2 separate regions of the Bos taurus genome follow, and region 2 is linked to region 1. The links are chromatin contacts, called in public Hi-C maps. All regions are on one chromosome and are shown on one strand. The core of a region is the stretch at or near the end of the contact, and the rest is flanking DNA. Distances in the headings are between cores, read along the strand shown.

The links. A called contact is a pair of places that touch in the nucleus more often than the background predicts.
Region 2: a contact with region 1 is called in a Hi-C map of liver, with 1.7 times the contacts expected there. The contact joins the promoter of TIA1 here to the enhancer-like site in region 1. A contact is called at or near these places in 3 of 11 Hi-C or Micro-C datasets (liver, skeletal muscle and an unstated tissue).

The regions. Positions count from the first base shown.
Region 1 is chr11:68,518,519-68,521,308 of ARS-UCD2.0, reverse strand. It overlaps a transcript of TIA1 not described here. Among named protein-coding and RNA genes, the nearest start is that of C11H2orf42, 6.8 kb to the right of the region's middle. Within about 2 kb of position 1,403, at least 6 of the 102 cell types and tissues checked have an H3K27ac peak or open chromatin away from gene starts, as enhancers often do. A contact at or near this core is called in liver, where this site is marked.
Region 2 is chr11:68,553,476-68,556,265 of ARS-UCD2.0, reverse strand. TIA1 (TIA1 cytotoxic granule associated RNA binding protein) reads left to right here and starts at 1,363. Exons shown (of 14, transcript NM_001076109.1): 1 at 1,363-1,566. The coding sequence starts at 1,541. It overlaps TRNAG-CCC (transfer RNA glycine (anticodon CCC)), which reads left to right and starts at 933; the gene lies at 933-1,003. It also overlaps a transcript of PCYOX1 not described here and the pseudogene LOC132346599.

The DNA.
Region 1 (2,790 bases), core at 154-2,653:
GTTGAGTAGTACTTTACCCTATGGCCTCTGAAGTTGGAGGCCGAAGTTATTCTAATAGTAATTCACCTAAAAAAGGAAAAAGTAGATTTTTGACTCAGGGTTAATATGCTTAAATGAGTTACTGCACAGAAAGTAGGAGTTAAGCAGATTTATATACTAGATAAATGAGATCCCTAGCTTATCTGTTTTCAGCTCTAGAAGACCAATAACCATACTTAAACATGCAAGATTTAGAGGCTCCTACTGTGGAAATACTAAGCTGCTCTGGAGGGAAAAGACACATGCTGATATTTGAAGGTCCTCACCGACTCAGTGGACATGAGTTTGAGCAAACTCCAGGAGGTGGTGAAGGACAGGGAACCCTGGCACGCTGTAGTCCATGGGGTCGCAGAGAGTCGGACACAACTGAGCAACTGAACAACAAAACCAAAAAGTAACTGGCCACCAATCCTCTTAGAGTGGAGTGTGTTGACCAGTAAGCCCTACCCATGTACACAAACCTTCCAAACAGGTTTTTAGTGCTTCACTTTTCAATGAAGTCAGCCAAAGGTCACCAGAAATTGAGAAAAACTTTGACTGCAAAAGGTAGAGCTAAATAAAAAGCAGCTCTCAAGAATCTGAAAACTCACACTGTATTCAAGAAATTAGAACAATCCTAATAAAATGTCACAACAAGAAATGAGAATAAATAAATTCAGTGGGAGTATTAAAAGACAAGGAGATGTCCTAGAACAGAAATCAAAAGTAGAAAAAATAAATATGGATCAATTCAGGAGGTTTATAATATAAAATCAATAAGTGTTCCAAGAAGAAAACAGAAAATAGGCGAGTGGGTGGAATTTATTAAATAAAGGGAAATTTCCCTGATGATTTTTTGAGTTTAAAGGTTGAAGAAAGGCTAATGTTGAGTTTGTACAATAAATAGGAAAGATTCATGTGAAGCCATACCACTATAAAATTTTAGGATGCCAGGCCTGTAAGGGGCCCATCCTAAAATTTACCAGATAGAAAAAGGATTAAGAAAAATACCCAATGACAACATTGAACCTAGGAATCAGTGGGGCACTATCTTTAGAAGTGTAAATGAATTATGGTCATGGGTCACAATAGAATAAAGACTAGATATGTAAGTTCATAGAAGACTGATTCTCAGGGAAAAACTGGATAAACTCCATCAGAACAAGTCATGGAAAAAAATACAATGTAGTATCTAGAAACAGGATCAAACAGGAGTGAGATAATAGGAAGTCCTAGGATTACGGTTGTGAAGAGACCTGGCAGCCAATCCAGATTGATGGTCAGCAGGCCAGACTTAAGGCTCTCTAGAGGTCGAGCTGTGTATTATGAGAAGCTTCACAGAACTATGGAGAATGTGAAAAGACTAAATACTGGAAAATCAGGCAAATGGGAAGAGACAAGCCAGGGAAAACATTGTGTAAGAAAAGAAACATTCCCTGAGCCAAGTACATGCACCAAGCTAATATTTCTTGTTTTCCTGAATTATATTCATAAATATTTGTACTATTCCACTGCTTTGGTTTTCTCTGGCAACTCCAGTTGTATGTTGGATTTCCTCTGCCTGTCATCACTTTCTGTCATTTGTTCTTAATTATCTTTTCGTTTGCTTTTTTTTTTTTTTTTGGCACCGTGACATACGGTATCTTAGTTCTCTGACCAAAGATCGAAGCCGCGTCCCCTGCTTTGGAAGCGTGGAGTCTTAACCATTGGACCGCCAGGGAAGTCCCTGCGTTTCTCATCTCTAATCTCTGTTCCTTAATGTGCTTCCTGTGGTATCCTGACTCAGTTGTGTTCCTTTAATGTAACCTTCATTTCTGGGGGGAAAAAATTTTTTTTTCTGTTTCCTAAATTCTACCAATTTCTGTTTCACTTTAGGGACAGCTCTTCCCTGAATTCTTACATTTCTTAGCTGCATTTGCTTCATTAGATTTTTAAAATTTACATTGGAATGTCAGTGTATTATTTTCAACTGCTTTATGGGAACATTTTCTTGTGAGTTTTCTCCGGGGAAACTCTGGGTAAGTTTTGCTGTCTTTCTTATTTTTAATTACAGTGTCTTGGTACAAATGCTGTGCTTACATCTTTCTGTTTATTCATATTTGAAATGGTTGGTTTTTTCTAGACCAAGTACCAGCAGGAGGATGAAGGGGAAAGAACCTGTCAGGGTTTCTTACCTCCCTTCTCTGTGGCTACAATGAATTGTCTGCTTAAAAGTGTAGACATGGTTCCTCTCTGGGATGAGGCCCTGTTCAGAAGTTCTGTGCCAGCTGAGCACCCTTGATTGCTTCATGTGCTCCATTAAGTGACAAAACTCTTGTCTTCAAGGAGATCCCCTAACTTGCTTTCTGAAAGACATCTCCTCTGGATCTTTTAGGCACTTAACACATCTTCCCTCCCTGCCTCTTCCAGTACTCACATACTAGTTCAGTCCTTCTGACAGCTGGCTCCACTCACGGTTTGGCTCTCAGACTGAATATTTGCAAGTGATTTCTGAGGTCTGCCACTACTGGCCCCCTCCTCACTCCCTGTCCTTCCCCCACAAAACTCAGTTGGCCTCCCATCCAGTACCACACTTCTTCTCAATGTGTCAAGTTTTCTCTGTATCTCTGGCTTCACTTAAGATACTGTTTGTGGGAGTTGGTGGTCATAGGTTTTCCTTATTGCTCCCTGTGGTTTCCAGGAGAAGGGTAAAGATCCAGGTACCAGACTACTTACCTTTCTGCCAGAATCAGAAGCCCAAAGGAATCTTTCATAGATGTAGATCTGATCATG
Region 2 (2,790 bases), core at 114-2,613, 35 kb before region 1:
TCCAGACCAGGGATTGAACCGAGGCCATGGCAGTAAAAAAAAAAACCCCAGAACCCTAACCTTTAGGCCACAGGAAATTCCTGAATTACACATTTTAAAAATTTATATTGTTCACCCTCAAAATATTATTACTTGATGTCTTTGAATAAAATCCCAACAATGTACCACAGAGTCTAAATTCAATTTCAAAAATGATTATCTAAAAATGCTGCAGTCTAAATGAACTACTTCAAAGAAAACATCACATTTTTGGGCATGTACATTTCCCAATGTTTAAAAAATTTTTTACATAATTTAAAATGCAATACAAAATGCGTAATGAGTATACTGACATACATTTTTCTGCCTCCCTGGAAGAGGATAAAAATTTGTATATCCTCTTATTCCTTCAGTTTTAGAACTCTTGGATTGATCTGTATTTAATAACTGTTTCTTAAATATTTTCCAATGTACATTGATTATACCAAGGAAATTCAAATATAAAGAAAAATTCCTCAAAGATCTGGAATATATTCCTGGCTCAAAAATTTGGTTAACACCAAGAGGACAAATTCTTAATGAAACTCTTACTTTTTTTTCCGGCTGCGCCGCGTGACTTGGGGAATACTTAACCAGAGTTTAAACCTGATTTCGGCAGTGAAAGCGTGGAGTCCTAAATACTGGACTACTAGCAAACTCCCGGAAACTCTTTTAAATTCCAAAAAAAAAAAAAAAATTTTTTTTTAAGTGAGATTTTTCATACAGAAAAAGTAGGAACATCCATTCAACCGTACCAAAATGAAAGAAAAGAAATCATCTCTTACCTGAAAAGTAACAGATTATGGAGACTCTCGGTAAACTTTTATTTTTAAATGACTAAATCTTCCTAATTTGGGAACGAACGTCCTCGTGTACTTGGTCCTAAGGTATTTCGGCAGAACCAGCTTCCGTGAGCGCCGCTGGTGTAGTGGTATCATGCAAGATTCCCATTCTTGCGACCCGGGTTCGATTCCCGGGCGGCGCACACCGTTTTTGTCCCCGCTTTGGGTAATTTTTAGAGTCTTTCTTCTTCTAGAAACACAACTTTTCATTTCCATGAAGATTTATATTTTACTATAAATCACTGTTGACACATTCGAATCTGGAGGTGGAATTCAAAAATGTTTACTCAAGTCATTAAACAGTTAACCTTTACGCCTGCGCAGTCTGAGACAACCCCCTGGCGTCGTTGGAAGCACGGCTGCGCAACAAGTGAATATAAGGACTGAGGTGCAGCCTGGCGGCCAGGAGGTTGAAAGTGCAAAATTTCTCTGCGCCTGCGCGGCCCGGGTCACTTCCCTGGCTGCTCCAAGGCTCCCGGCTCGCCGCCATCTTGTATTGGGGCTTCATTGTTCGCGCTGGGCCCGGCAGTTGAGTGTAATTGCCGCCGAAGAAGGAGGCGGGGTAACCTCCGGTCAGCCGAGAATCCCGGCTACCCCTCAGCCATAGCTGGTCAAAAGATTTGTGAGGTAGTAAAGGGTAGGGAGCTGGACCTGGAGGCGCCGCCGCGACAGCAGCAGCCATGGAGGACGAAATGCCTAAGACTCTGTGAGTCTGGGGCAGCGATGAGGGGGGCGGGATGGTGATCGTCCCGGAGCGAGCCTTCGGCTCTGCGCCGCTCCCCAGCCTATTGTTCCCCGTGGACGCCGCGTTATCAAGGTTACTCTCTCTGGCGCTCACCTGGATGTCTAGGGACCGACACCCAGGCAGTGAGAACCAAATGGAAGGAGATGGGGCTCAGCCTCTAAATTAGTCCGTACACCTAACTGCCCCTACAGCCTGGCCTTTGGCCTCGTCCCGGGCCCTCGGCGGCCTTCGGCCTGGAGAAGAGACTTTCATTCAAACCTCTTTTTAGAACTCGGCGAGCCTTTTTGTCCCATGCTTTCTTTCTCTCCTGCATCCCTTCCCCCGCTTCTTGATTAACCTATTCTGATTTTTACAACCGTCTCGCTTTCATTTTACTTTGATTTTCTCCAGATACTCTTCCTTTCATTTTCTTTTCATTGATAAGAATTTTTGTCTTGAAAATCCGTGTACTCATTTTCAGGGGTGTAAACTTTATTCTCGCAGTTGCCAACTGGGAAAAAGTCAATTGTTTTTTCTTAAACTTTGGCTCTTTTTCTGTGGCAACCCCCCATCCCCGATCAAAAAGCCCCAAATCGGACCCCTAAGGATTTTGAAACTGCTTTTTTAAAATGGAACTCTCACCCGGAGGTATATATCAACTGAGGGGAAGTGGATTTAATGCTCTTTTATCTTCGCTTGCTACTTTTGTGATTGACATGTCGTTGAAGGAGCGGGGAGTTTTTAATAAAGCAACAATTGATAAGTACCTTAACTAAAATATTTAGTCACCTCTGAATTTTTGTAGTGTTAAGTGGTTTTAGTTTGGGATCATTTCTTTGTAGCGTAGCTTTCCCCCCGCCCCAGGCATTCTCCTTTGTTTTTCGAAGTACTATCCGATGAGGTGATCCTGCCTTTGTTACTCTTCTCGAAAATAAGAAAAAGCCCAATTTTTGACGTAGCTTTCTTATTTTTATTCTTCGAATACTGGCAATTTGAGAACCCTCTGCATTAAAAAAAAATACACTCTTAGGTTTCTTTTTGCAACTCTGCATATTATAGTTGTTATGAAATACAATGTAGTCAATTATTTTTTTAGGGCCAAAAAATAGTTTTGTTATGTAATCTATGAGAAATATAGTCACTCTTTTCTTAATAAATAAGTACAATTTTTTGCTATTTTATCTCATGTTAGTGCCCTTTAGTACT